Linked DNA regions of Mus musculus: regions 1 and 3 are each linked to region 2. A link is a contact called in public HiChIP or PLAC-seq and Micro-C data. All regions are on one chromosome and are shown on one strand. The core of a region is the stretch at or near the end of the contact, and the rest is flanking DNA. Distances in the headings are between cores, read along the strand shown.

Region 1 (4,683 bases), core at 1,678-4,177, 660 kb before region 2:
AGACTTGGGAAAAGAATCATGACTGAGAGATTTTAAATGGCACAATAGAAAGTTCTCAGAATAGTTGCCAAGTGATTAAAAACACTTACAAAATGGCATATGTGAACAACTCCAAATACATGCTTATATATGCATTATGTTCACAATTTATATGCTATGAGGAGATCTATAGGGAAATGGGTGAAAATATTTAGTATCTGTAAAAGATTACAATTTGTTTTTTTTTCTTTATAAATGATTTTTGTTCTTTCCTCTTTGTGTACTCTGAAAATGACTATGAGAGGCACGTGTGTTACATTAATAATACTGTAATGAATATTGACTTTTACATTATGAATCACAAAAAAGTTAACCAGGTATCAGGCTCAGTACTGGACCCAGCAAACTGTTTTTAAGTCCATTCTAACAAAAATAACTGTTCAGGAAGTTGTCACCATCCCTCGTCTGCTTGAGTGCTATTTCCTTGGAGAGTCTACTATCTGGGTGTAGGCAGAAAGAAGAAATGATTTGAAGAAATGCTAGGGGTGGATGAAACACACACACACACACACACACACACACACACACACACACACACACACACAGAGTCACCGCCAGTGCTCTGTCTCCTAAGTCTCTGGAGCAATAACGGGAAAAGGAAGGCTACTCTGAGCTCTGAGCATGCGCGAACCCTCAATGGCGGACCTGAGCTGCCATCCTCATCCTCTTCGGCTGCCCTTTGATTTCTCATCTTTTTTCCCCCGCCCCCAGGGCCCGGGAGAGCCCACAAGGCCATCAGTGTATTGATTCAACATCTAATTTCAGGGCTTATTGAAGTGCCTCTCCCTGTCTCCCTGCTCCCAGGGTTTTTCTTTATGAGATATGCCTCTAAATATATCTTAAAAATAAAAGTCTGAGGGAGAACACACGTGGCAATATCAATCTTACTGCAGTTCCCACACTCAGGGCAGGCTGGCGCTGGAGGAGGTCTTGAGAGCAATATGTTTCCCTTCTCCCCAATATTCTGAATCTAATAAGGACCAAATATTGAGTCTTTGTGCCCCCAATAATAAGCTGAATTGTTTAATAAATATAAGAAGTCAATAATGGATCTTGTTGAGTTACTGTAATTATGAGTCGTGAGGTGAAATCTGATCTATTTGGCCTAGTCTTTGCAGGGCAAGACATGAGCTTTCTTTCTTGTCGTAGTGACTTACTGACCAGTTTCTATCTTATCTTCATACCGGATTCTTCTAGTATGGTTTGTGTAATTCTGGAAACCACGCCTTTCCCTGGCCTCAGCTCCTTGCCTCTGTGAATTATCTTACGCATTGTCACAATACAAAGCAGTGACAGATTTAACAACATTTACTGAATCCTTACAGTGTGTCTGGGACCAGGGCTTTTGTCTGGAAGTGCCAGATTAAAGGGGAAATTACTAACGTCGTCTTATAAGACTAATTAAGACTCGGTCCCTGAAGTGAAAGTATTGCTCATAAATTCTAGAAAATCTTTACAGCCTGTTGTCAGTCCTCCCTTCCCTAGGAGAGAATCCACACAGTTGTGCTTTGCTGTGCAGTCACAGTTACTACCAAAAGCCAGCCGAGAAACGGGGAGCAATGAGAGAGTCTGAAAAATGTTTGCTCAACTCAACTTTGTGAACACCAGAGAAACCTTTGTGGGCATTTAAGCTGATACAGGGCGGGCCCTCCTGAGAAGGGAGAGCCTCTCACCCTTGTGCCCACTACAGGGTCCTTTTCTCTCCAGGTGCCCCAGCATTGTTTACAGTGGGCTTATTGGACAGATAAGAAACTACAACTAAGAACTAATTTCTTATCTCTCAGAGGGACATTTTAAATCTTCATCTTGAGCCAAAGATGATGAAAGCAAAGACTATGATTTTCATATACTTCACAATATTTTTATATTTTTCAGATAAGGACCCTGAGATCTCAGGGACATTTCATGATTTGTCCCAAGTCTGATGTCTGAGAATTGGTATCAGGCTTCCAACCCCCTCCCCCAACTCTGTCTGTATAAGTGTACATCTTGTGCGTGCCCTTACTCGCCAGCAAAGCAGACTCCACAACAGGATCCTTCTGCACACGTTTATTGGGAGAGCTTGATTGCAGAGGCGAAGAGACCCCAAGCCCAGAACTGGTGCTGCTTATATAGGCCTAGGAGAGGCATGTCTCACACCCGGATTGGTTATGCATGGGTTATGCTTACCACCTCATTTGCATGTCTCACATCTGATTGGTTAACTTCTTTCTCATCTGATTGGTTAACTTATCTCTCATCTGATTGGTTAACTTGTCTCTCATCTGATTGGTTAATTCTCAAAACCTCTTCTTGGCAAAAAACTTTACTGCCTATGTATGTGTGGTGGCCAGCGCCACCCTGCAACGGCACATGTGGCTTCCCACATGTACACATAGAGGCCGGAGGACAACCTTGGCAGTTGGTCCTCAGGCATCATCCATTTTGGTTTGTTTGCCCCTCACCTCCACCCTCCACTGGCATAAACCTCACCCAGTATGCCGGGCTGGTTGGCTAGCCAGAGAGGTCCAAGGATTTAACCATCTATGTCTCCCCATGTGTAGGGGTCACAGGCATGCAGTGAAATACCTCTCTGTTTGCTTGTTTTAACATAGGTTCTCAGAGATAAAAACTCAGGGCCTCATGTTCACAAGGCAAGCCCTTTCTTTACCTCCTGAGCTTTCGTCCTGCCCCTCCACCTTTCCATCTCTGACCCACTAGTGCCTCTCTCCTTCACAGAGTCCATGTCACCTGCACTCCAGTAGCGACAGGGACGGCAGTATAGGCGGGGTGTACAGAGAATGATGGCATTTCTCTCACATCCACTGCTCCTCAGAAGTACGAGGCAGTCCCCCAGACTACTTCCCCTCTTTTCTGTGGCATTCCGCTTTCCTAACTGTGTATCAGAGGCTCCATATGTAACTCCGCGGGGTTGAATGAATGAGCTGTCCTTTCAGGTCATTAAATCCTGAGCAAACAGGGGAAGGTAAAGGACGAAGCTGACAAAGAACAGCGAGGTTGAAATGAGAGGTAGGGTAAAATTACCACAGATGAAAAATACATCTATAGTTGATTTTTTTTTTAAATTTTTTGAGGGGGGGGAGTGTGAAAGTTGCTAGGTCCTTGGGCTTTTCAAATAGAAATTAACATTTAAATTAGACTCTTTCTTTCAGCCCCTGCCATGTAACATTTAGGCTCCTAAGGAATATTCTAATTGATGCCGGATCATCAGCCCTGTGTTAACAAAGCCCTTTATAGAAGCTCTCCACAGCACTTTCTCTTGTGTTCAATAAGAAGCCGAGTAACAAGAGAGGGCCTCCTCCAAGGAATTCTTTTAACCTCTCAGAAACAAAATATTTCATGCTAATTCCTGCTTAATTGGAAGGAAGTCTTTTTTTTTTCCTTTTTTTTTTTTTTTTTTTTTTTTTTTTTTGTAAAAAGAATACCATTGATTGGGTTTGAAGCCTGTTCCACTTCTGACCTCTTTATTTTAATCAAGGTCACCTAATAAACTTGCCCAAACAGCTCTAGTTCTCAATTAAAAAAAATAAAGTAGCACACTTTAAAAGCATTTAGTGTGTGATTAATTGTGCTGAACTGGGGATTCAGCACTCGCAAGGGCCTTTGTGGGGAGAGTGGAACATTAGTATCTGAAAAATTATACCCATCAGAAACTCAAAAAAAAAAAAAAAAAAAACCCACCTGTCTGGGTGAGGATTCAGGGAAAGTTGTTATCATACCCAATAGGAAAAGAGTTTTAATGCCTGAACTACTCTGTTCAATGGAAGAAAGGCAGCTAAAGTGGCCATGCAGACAGTTTATAAAATGCACCCTGCTCCTCCTGGCCAAGGACTCGGAGAAGATGGAGCTGTCCAAGCCAGGTTTCTTGGGAGCTCACACTCTGGCACTAGAAAGCAGTGTTCTTAGAAGACTGAACTTAGAAACACCCAGCGTTCTAACAGTCCTCCCCCGATCTTCTGCACAGACTCTGCATTCTGTGAGCTTGAGGAGGGCCAGACTCACCTGGAGGCTGTTTGGAAAAGAATATTTGTTGTTCAGGTGACAAAGGCTTTAGAGCAGCTGAGAAAGGAACATGCGAGACCAAGAACTGGTGTCCCCAGTGGAGTGCAGACCAGCATGGAGGCCAGAACAAGTCAGACTCCTTGGTGCAACTTAGCATTGTCTCTGGGATAGCTTATCCCTTCTTCAGCCATGAGATTTCTTTTTTTTTTTTTTTTTTTTTTTTTTTTTTTTTTTTTTTTTTTTTGGTTTTTTGAGACAGGGTTTCTCTGGATAGCCCTGGCTATCCTGGAACCCACTTTGTAGACCAGGCTGGCCTCGAACTCAGAAATCCGCCTGCCTCTGCCTCCCGAGTGCTGGGATTAAAGGCATACGACACCACGCCTGGCATGAGATTTCTTAAGGGCAGCTTACTCTTAGTTTCCGCCGCCTCCTCCTCCTCCTCCTCCTCCTCCTCCTCTTCTTTTTCTTCTAAATAAGATTATGGGGAAAGATTCAATAAAAGGATTTATGGCAAGTTGAAAATACCTTGCACTGTAATAGCAGAAATTATTAACAGGAGGTATAGATGAACAACCTAGGCTGGGCTACACACAGGATCACCTGGGGAACCTGGTACGCATAGCCATGCTCTGAGCTAATGTC
Region 2 (4,343 bases), core at 1,268-3,767:
GAGAAACGGGATTGCTAAATGAGTGTTTTCATGAGTCAGGTCCACTCAAAGAGTTACATTTCTATCCCACACATTGAAACATAGTAACGCCTTATGTTTTCAGCCAACCAAGTTTTCCCTTGTAGTATCCTTTAGAATTATATGAAACGCATAGAATAAACATCCCAGAAGCCTGGACAGATCTTAGAGTGTGGAACAGAGCAGAGTCCTCTTCCCTCCCTACCACCCCCCTTGCCTAGATCCCACTATCAAGTTTTGCTCTAGAAAACCCAGTTTTCTACCTGACTTCCCTATCTTAGAAGATCAACAATCTGCCTTCCCAGAACACAGCTACCTGCGAAACACACACACTCGCGCGCACACACACACACACACACACACACACACACACACACACACACACACACACCTATCTTGATTTGTATAAACTATCCAGGACAACAAGAATCTTTAACCTTGTGAGAGCTAATAAGAAATACCATGAATTAATGAACGAATTTATGGTCAAACTGTAACAAGTAGTCTTTTCAAAAAGATGTATTCATTTTTAGATAAGCATAATTTAGGCCAAAACGATAACAGCTTCCTTTAACAGAACAAGGAAAGGGAACAAGACAGAAGGAAAAGAGGAAAGTGAATAAAGTGGGCATCCCCCCCCAAAATTGCAGCCAAGTCAAGGATAAATGTTCGGACACAGTGCCACCTAGTGGACATTGTCCCAATTGACAGTCCCAGGTTTTCCAATGGGGAAGTTTCAACACTGAGTGCTCTGTCAAAGTAGATTACATTAATTTTTTTCATCTTTTCTGTCAGAGTACATCTGCAGAGACATGAAAACAACTGATTTGATTTTTTTTCTTAATTTCAACTGTAGTTTAACTCATAGGAAAAAATGCTGGGATTTCACAATCTCTCCTCCAGGGAGCACGGCATACAAAAGATCAATTGTGTAACTGTGGTCTTGACTTTGTGCGACTTTTCTTAAACAGGACATCCAAAAGAGTGTGGTTCCCAGGAGTGTGATAGCGAAAGCATCCAGTCTCCTAGGACCTAGCTCCCTTCAGACCCCTGCATGGCCTTTTAAATGATTTAGGAGGGTTGGTTTTTTGTTGGTTTTTTTTTTCCAAACCCAGGAAATAGCTGCTCATCTTGAGAAGTTGGGCCCACTTATGGGAGGCCACACTGGTAAGAATAAATACCAAACTCTGAGTTGTACTTGAAAGTCCTTGGCTGGCTCTAGGGATTTCAACACTTCCAACCAATTTCTAAACCGCCTTTACAAACTGCCAAATAACTAACTACTAGGAACAAGACCCCGAGTATATAAGATTAAATTGGTTTTATGTTTGTTTGACTGCAATCTGGATACCATCCTTCTAAATAATAAAAATATATGTCCCAGCTGCCTAGGTTCCATGTAAAAGGTCAAGTTATTGGAGTCTGGGTTTATCAGTCTGAAATCCCATTTGGACTGTGATAGGAATCACGTGATCCATTGGTACCTGTCAATCAAATCACGGGAGAAGCAATTTGTACAGCCAGATGCTCCCGACACTAGACACTATCGCAGCAGTCAGTAGCAAGGGTCTCAGGTGGCTGCCTCCCTCTGCAATACCACAGCAGCTGCAGGGACATCTGGCTGGTTGAACAAGGATTTAACACCCCGCTTGCCAGATATAATACAGGGTTCATACACTTGTTAACATATGTAATGCATTCATTTTAACATCTTAATGATACCCTTCATGTAATTCTTCTCCAACCTAGTTACAAGAATAGTGCATTCATCAGCCAGTTAGCACTTGAATGCCACACTCCCGGCTCTTTCTGGAAATGAATAGTCCATTTCCCACTCCTGCTGGGAAGTCCTGTGGACTTCTACTTGGTAAATAGCTCAGAAATCCTATCTCCTCCTCCCGGGCCCAGGCTGCAGCATCAAGATCCCATCACTCCTCAGGAAGACAATTGCCTCTTCCTACCTAATCTCACAGTCTTTGTGCCACAGACAGATGCATGGATGGTGGCAGGAAAAAGCATCTTAAGTACAAGGGGAACTTGTCCCTCCTCTTCTTGAAATCACTTGGTGACTTCAGGAACAAGTACAGTCCTAAGGTTTATAAGGCCCCCTCACGACTGGGCCTCTGTGATATTGCAAGATAGATAGAGGGAGAGACAGACAGACAGACAGACAGACAGAGACAGAGAGACAGAGAGAGACAGAGAGAGAGAGAGAAGGAGGAGGAGGAGGGAGAGAGAGAGACAGAGAGACACAGAGAGACAGAGAGAAGAAGAAGAAAGAGGAGGAGGACGACGAGGACGAGGAGGACGAGGAGGACGAGGACGAGGAGGAAGAGGGAGAGGGAGAGAGAGAGAGAAGGAGGGAGGAAGGGAGGGAGGGAGAGGGGGGATAGGAGCATCTTCTGTTATTCATAAACCTTTTTCAACCAGACCTATTCATGCCAATGAGATAACTCAAGGGATGGGAGCTGGTTGCCAAAGCAACCAAGTACACGATTAGGAGATAGGAATTTTGCAAGGCGTATCCCACTGTCCTTCCACATCTTAAGACTTAGAAACTGTTTTGGTCAAGGGGAAAACTGGAACACTTGCTATCTGAAGTCTTTGGGTGTAGAGAAAGCAATAAGCTGTTAACTGAGCTGACTGCCTGGCTTCATAGCTCTTCCTCCCCTGTGGGCCACCTCCTCCCTCAAGGATGCTGGCAGCACTGTGGGTAGATGCCGGCAGTACTGTGTGGAGCTGCTTCTGATGGTGCCGGGTGCCAGAACCTGGCTTCCCATTCATGGGCACCATTGATACCTGCTGCTCCTTTTGCTAAACCTGAGAATCTTGAGGAGAAAAGACCAAATCCACGATTGTCCAATTAAAGCAAGCAAGCTGTAGTTTGGGATGCACCACGAACTCGTCAGCCAGATGACTCACCCTAAGTCTCAGGATTCAAGAGAGCAGCCCCTGCTGGCCTCATGAAATTCCTTTTTTTTTTTTTTTAAGAAGAGGTAAGGTGTTCACAGGGGTGAGAGTTGGCTATTATATACATTGTTAGAAAGAATGATAGGGATGGAACGAGGGTACAGTGTACATCACGTACACGGGGTTGCAGTTTACATCAGATTTAAGAAATGGGTGCTTGGTTCCAGATCCTGGGTCAAGGGACTGAGATGCTTATCTTACACACCAAAGCAGACCTGGCCTCCAGGTTCTCCCAGCATCCCTCAGTCCCTAGCTGGCATACTCTGCCCCCAACCGTGAACTTTCCAGCCCAGGGGCTGGGCTGCCCTTCCCTTAGGGGCTCTTCTCTATATAATCCACACATTTTGTTCTCCTCCCTCTCTTCTCTCTCTCTCTCTCTCTCTCTCTCTCTCTCTCTCTCTCTCTCTCTCTCTCTCCCCTTCTCTCTGTTCATGCACACTTTCTCTCTTTAGTTCCCCCCTCTCCTCTCTCTCTTCCAATGGCGACTTCCCTGGCCTCCTTCCCAGGGGCCAGAGAACTCGCCCAAGAGTAGCTTCCCAACAAACCTTTCTTTAATATAATCTAATCTGGCTGGAATTGGCTCATTTGACCAGCGGAGAAATAACTTATCAACAGAAACCTATTCTTAATTACAAATAGAAACCTTAATTTGCAAGGGCTTAACATAGGACAAACAGGAACTTATTTTTAACTGCCTTAAATGCAAAAAGAACCCTTAACATGCAAGGAATATTGTTTCTGTTTTGGTTCCCCATTGACTTGCAAGGTGTATCGTTCCTGGTTTGGTCTTGTACCTAGCCAGAATGCCCTAGTGGTACCTTCAGTGAGTCATCTTTAGGCACAAAGCTTTTTCACCTCCAAGAACTGGAAGAGCAACTACCGTGTCGCTGTACAACCCCTGCCAGAGCAGGACTTAGAATCCTTATCTCGGCTCTCCCTGACCCTAAAGCTCATACCCAGAGAGAGATGGTTATTTGTCCTTAGTTAAGATGGTGCAGGTCCTTAGGTGGAGTCCTTGAGTCCCCAAAGCTAAGACTGTAGAGCCCTCTTCTGTCACCAGAGATGCCCCTCACCTTAGCCCCGGGAGAGCTCTCAGAATGAACACAACTCCTCACCATCCCCATGAGGGAGGGATGAAGTCCAGCAGCTCAGGAAAAGAAGGAGAGGGCAAAGGCAGAAGGGGTTTCTAACCCACTGAACCTGAGGGTCGGACCTCCTCCTGCTCTCTGAGCCAATGCCATGGACGTCTTTGAAAGCTCCTGGTGAAGAACTTGGCCGTGACGGCCACATGGGTACCATTTCTTCCAGGAGTGAGCAGAAGAGACGTTCTACAACTGCTGATGTACTTTCTACAC
Region 3 (4,170 bases), core at 892-3,391, 770 kb before region 2:
AGCCACAGACAAAGGAGTGCCACATCCTCACCGGGGATCACCTTGGAAGCAAGAGAGACTTCTTCTCTATACCTTGAGTAGCTGTTAGCACCCTCCAATGCTCTGTGTTCGTTCCTTGCTCTTTCCTCTTTACACATGCCTAGCTCCCCATCCTTGCAAGCTCCTGCCACTCTGAGAGTTTCACTCTCTGGCTCATGGCAGGAATAACGTGAATGCCTTTCCTCACCGCCTTCTTCATTATCTACTCCCCTTCCCTGTGGTTTTCATTCATTTTCATTCTTCTCTGCTTTCTCAGACTATACTTTTTTTTTTTAAAATAATTCCCTTCTTGGGTTGTTTAATCCTCCAAGGGACACCTTTTATCCTCTTTAATGTGCCCAGATATGAAGAGGCATTTGTTAAATCCTTTCATCTCCTCGAGCATCGCCCCTTTAACTGGGATTTACTGAGCCAGATGTTGCGCTGAATGCTGGGATTACAAGATGTAGTCCTCACCGCCACGTGGCAGAGTCGAAGGAGAAACGGGAATAAGGAAATAAGCAAAGACAAATAAACAGGGTAAGGGGAGATGTTTCTAATAGTTATGGATGCCATTGGGGTGACACCGCAGAGTGGCAAGTGCAGCCGTGGTGACATACAGAGATAGCCACTGCACTTAAAAATTGTGGAAAGTTGGCAACAGGTGGTCAGATACAAGGCTGTAACAGTTGCACAGACAAGAGACAATAATAAAATAACGCAATGATAGTCATGATCCTGGCATTGGAGATGCAGCCATGTGAAGGGCCTCCAGAGGCATTTATTATGATCATTGAAACATTAGGGAGTCCATGTGGAGTATAAGGAGCGTGAAGAATAACCACGGGTCCTAGGAGTCCAGCCTTGGAAATCGATCAGATGGTGCAGAAGTCGAGAAGAAACGAAGGGGAAGGGCCAATCGCGGTTTCCTCTTTGCCATGACAAGTTTAGGTACCTCTTTGGAAGGGCATACAGACAGCATAACGTCTACTTTATGGACCCTCAGCTCAGGTAGGGTGGAAACAGGGAGAAGTATCTGGCAACCATGACACATGATGGTCTTGCCTACCATGGGGACTTTTCTGCAGTGAAATTGGGGGAATCCCTTTTTCTGCCTATGCAGTTGTCACTCTGACCTCTGACCCCAGCCCCTCCCTCGTGTATCTCTCCTGTGACCTGCTGGATTCTTTGTACTGCTGGGCTCCAAGGCTTGAAAGGAAAGGTGGGGTCTGAGGTAACAAATACCTCCCGGGAACCTTGCCACCCACCGCATCCTCTGCTCACGGGTATTCAGGGCACTCTGCTGATAAACTGCACAAGGCTCTCATTTAATAGGAAAACAATGCTCCCAGCAGCCAACTTCTCCAATTTCTCTTGTGGTGGTGGTGAGATTCTCTGACCCAGGCATGATTCAGGGCAGGTAGGGAGCACGGCGTGCAGTGGAGGGACTCTCTCTCTCTCTCAGAGATGCTGCTTCAAATTCTCTTTTGTTTTCATTTTCTAACTAATTGAAACATCTCTCAGTCTCCAGATTCCGAAACCAGACAGGCCCTTGACTTAGAGTTCAGGGTTTGTGTGCCAGATTTCATGCACTTGTTGTGCCAGTTTCGTTCCACTCTGCACAGTTACTTATCCTCCTCTCGAGGACACTGGGACAGTGTGCTGATATAGTTATTCATACACCACAATGTTACCAGAGGCTCAAAATGATATTGTATTATACAATACAATACAAGCAACCAGAGAAACAGGAATTAGCATGACAGGTGATAAGCGTACATTTCTGAAGTAGGTGGTTTGAAGGAGACTTGTCCTCTACTGCTTCAGGTATTTTAACACTAGGTTACCAGTTGGTGGTCTGTTTGGGGAGGTTTTGAATGATACAGCTTCACTGAATGAAGTGATTTTTTTTTTTTTTTTGAGACAGGGTTTCTCTGTGTAGCCCTGGCTGGCCTGGAACTCACCTTGTAGACCAGTCTGGCCTCGAACTCAGAAATCCACCTGCCTCTGCCTCCTGAGTGCTGGGATTAAAGGCGTGGGCCACCACGCCTTTGAGGGTTGGTTTTGAGGGTTTTATTGCCTCAACCCACCTCCTGTTTGCTCTCTCCACTTCCTGTGTGGACAGAAATAGAACAGGCAGTTTCCTGCTCCTGTCAGTATTCTGTTTCTGCCCCACCACAATGGACTCTAGACCTCCAGAGGAACCATAAGCCAAAACCAGAACAAAAACAAACAAAAAGCACACTTCAGTCTCGGCACTCAAGAGATAGAGTTGGGACTAACTCTTGTAAGTCTGAGGACAGACTTATCTACATAAGGAGTTCTAGGTCACCCATTCCCAGACAAACTAAGAAAAATGACAGAAAGAAAGAGGAGTCTGTCCGCCATGGCCTAGGTGGGGGCAGTTCTTGCCCCTGGAATAGGGACAGCAGACACGAGGAGACTTCCACGTGTCAGTGGCTGTGGGCCTCCACAAGTCAAAGGCTGCCAAGGGCTTAAGGCCTATTTGTATAATAATGTATATATTACACATTCCTCCTTTAAAGGAAGTCCTTCCTATTAACATTAATGACACCATGATAATCACACAGCTGGAGTCCAGGAAGCAAAGGTGTGGCTTAAATGCAAAATGGTAAAAGCTGAGACCTTCACTCAGCCCAGCCAGTAGCAAAGAACTCTAAAATCATGAGTTTGAAAACATATAATTTGTCAAATATGCAAAAAAATATAAAGATGTAGTATGAATTATATGAGGGGCTTCAGGAATATAAAGGAACAAAGGCAGCTGCATTAATGAGCCAGCTTTTCAGAAAGATTCAAAGACAGGCTTATACAAATGCAGGCAGATTCCTGAATTCAAGGTCAGCCTGGGACATACTGAATCCAGGACCAAGGTGTGGTAGAAATGGTAATTTTAGGACTGGGTCCCACCCAGCTTAACAGAGGCAGGCAGATCTCCTAATTCTTTTGCAAGGTTTAGAGAAAATGTGTGTTTGCTATAGCCTAAAAATTAAGGAGCTTGGGTCTAGGGAGGCTAATTCATAGGATAACCAAAGGGAAACCCGAAGTAAATGACTGCATTAATATGTAAAATTATGTAAAATAAAAGACGGAGTTTTTGCTCCTAGGTTGTGAGCTAGCCAGGGAAAGTTTTTAGCATAGCAAGAGAGAACTGGAGAGACTTGGAGAACTGTTTCAGGCAGACACCTCTAGAGAAAGCAGATCAGAAATAAAACTGAACAGAGAGAACAAGGCCACCAGCTTGGACCCACGATTTGACTTCAAGTTGTTTGTTTTCGTTGCTCCCAGACATCCCTTCTCCCCCTCTCCAAGCTGAGGCTAGACCTTGGCAGTTGGCACCCAGGACAGAGTCTGAGACAAGGGTAGGTAAGTATGTTGGGCAAATTCAATTTGGGACAGATTTCATTCGTGGTGTGAGATAGAGCTGGGAAAAGGGGTGAAGATTTGGTAAATAAAAATGGGTCAAGCAAATTCAAAAAGCAGAGAAATGTATATTAAGGTCTTGAGACAAGTGGTTAGTAAGAAATGTGTCAAGGTTCACACAGGTCTTGCACGATTTCCTTGAGTTCATACAGAAAGTTAGAAGAAAGGTCATTGAGCCTTGATCCATGGCACAAGGTTGGTAAAGACATTCGCTAGTGGGTACAGATCCAAGAGGGTGAAGAGCCTCCTGGGCTTGCTCTTCTCTTGTGGAACATACATGAGCGAGCCTGAAGATCAGGAATGGCTGATTATCTGCCACTGTCTAGCTGGGCTGCAGTGAGGTCAACTTGCTCCGATTTAATTCCTTTGGGGCAAGCTACTTCATCACTGAAGCCGCCATCCTCAGCCACCTCCATGGCGAAGGCTTTATAGGCAAATCTTGCTATCTCTGAAAGCGAAACTTTGAAAGAACTTCCTGATATGGGTAGTGGAAGACAATCTCATATAAGTCTGAGAGAAGCAGACCAAGAGGCCACCCCACGGGGACGATCCTCTGTTGCAAGGTGTCACACATTTTGTCTGCCTCAGTGTGACTTTACAAGTGCTGCAATGGCAGCAGCTCTTCGGGTGCTTTCCCCATTTCAAAAAGGGGGGACGTAAAAATAAAGTTCCAAGCTCTGACCTTTGATTCAGTGGTGGGCAGCCCGG

The links. A called contact is a pair of places that touch in the nucleus more often than the background predicts. HiChIP or PLAC-seq counts read pairs in DNA pulled down with a chosen protein or histone mark.
Region 1: an H3K27ac HiChIP or PLAC-seq map of embryonic stem cells shows a contact between it and region 2, with 2.2 times the contacts expected there. The contact joins two enhancer-like sites. A contact is called at or near these places in 4 of 484 Hi-C or Micro-C datasets (the N1E-115 cell line, cortical neurons, myocytes and 1 more), 2 of 115 datasets of contacts at active chromatin or transcription factors (differentiating embryonic stem cells and embryonic stem cells) and 2 of 9 other capture datasets (embryonic stem cells and embryonic tail).
Region 3: a contact with region 2 is called in a Micro-C map of embryonic stem cells, with 2.3 times the contacts expected there. The contact joins two enhancer-like sites. A contact is called at or near these places in 1 of 484 Hi-C or Micro-C datasets (embryonic stem cells), 2 of 115 datasets of contacts at active chromatin or transcription factors (both in embryonic stem cells) and 1 of 9 other capture datasets (embryonic trunk).

Annotation. Positions count from the first base shown.
Region 1 is chr14:77,624,009-77,628,691 of GRCm38.p6, forward strand. All of the region lies in intron 13 of Enox1 (ecto-NOX disulfide-thiol exchanger 1), which reads left to right. Among named protein-coding and RNA genes, the nearest start is that of Gm52115, 30 kb to the left of the region's middle. Within about 2 kb of position 2,928, at least 19 of the 459 cell types and tissues checked have an H3K27ac peak or open chromatin away from gene starts, as enhancers often do. A contact at or near this core is called in embryonic stem cells, where this site is marked.
Region 2 is chr14:78,287,389-78,291,731 of GRCm38.p6, forward strand. The region is part of intron 2 of Tnfsf11 (tumor necrosis factor (ligand) superfamily, member 11); the gene reads right to left. Among named protein-coding and RNA genes, the nearest start is that of Tnfsf11, 18 kb to the right of the region's middle. Within about 2 kb of position 2,518, at least 27 of the 459 cell types and tissues checked have an H3K27ac peak or open chromatin away from gene starts, as enhancers often do. A contact at or near this core is called in embryonic stem cells, where this site is marked.
Region 3 is chr14:77,516,985-77,521,154 of GRCm38.p6, forward strand. All of the region lies in intron 7 of Enox1 (ecto-NOX disulfide-thiol exchanger 1), which reads left to right. Among named protein-coding and RNA genes, the nearest start is that of Gm6994, 12 kb to the left of the region's middle. Within about 2 kb of position 2,142, at least 45 of the 459 cell types and tissues checked have an H3K27ac peak or open chromatin away from gene starts, as enhancers often do. A contact at or near this core is called in embryonic stem cells, where this site is marked.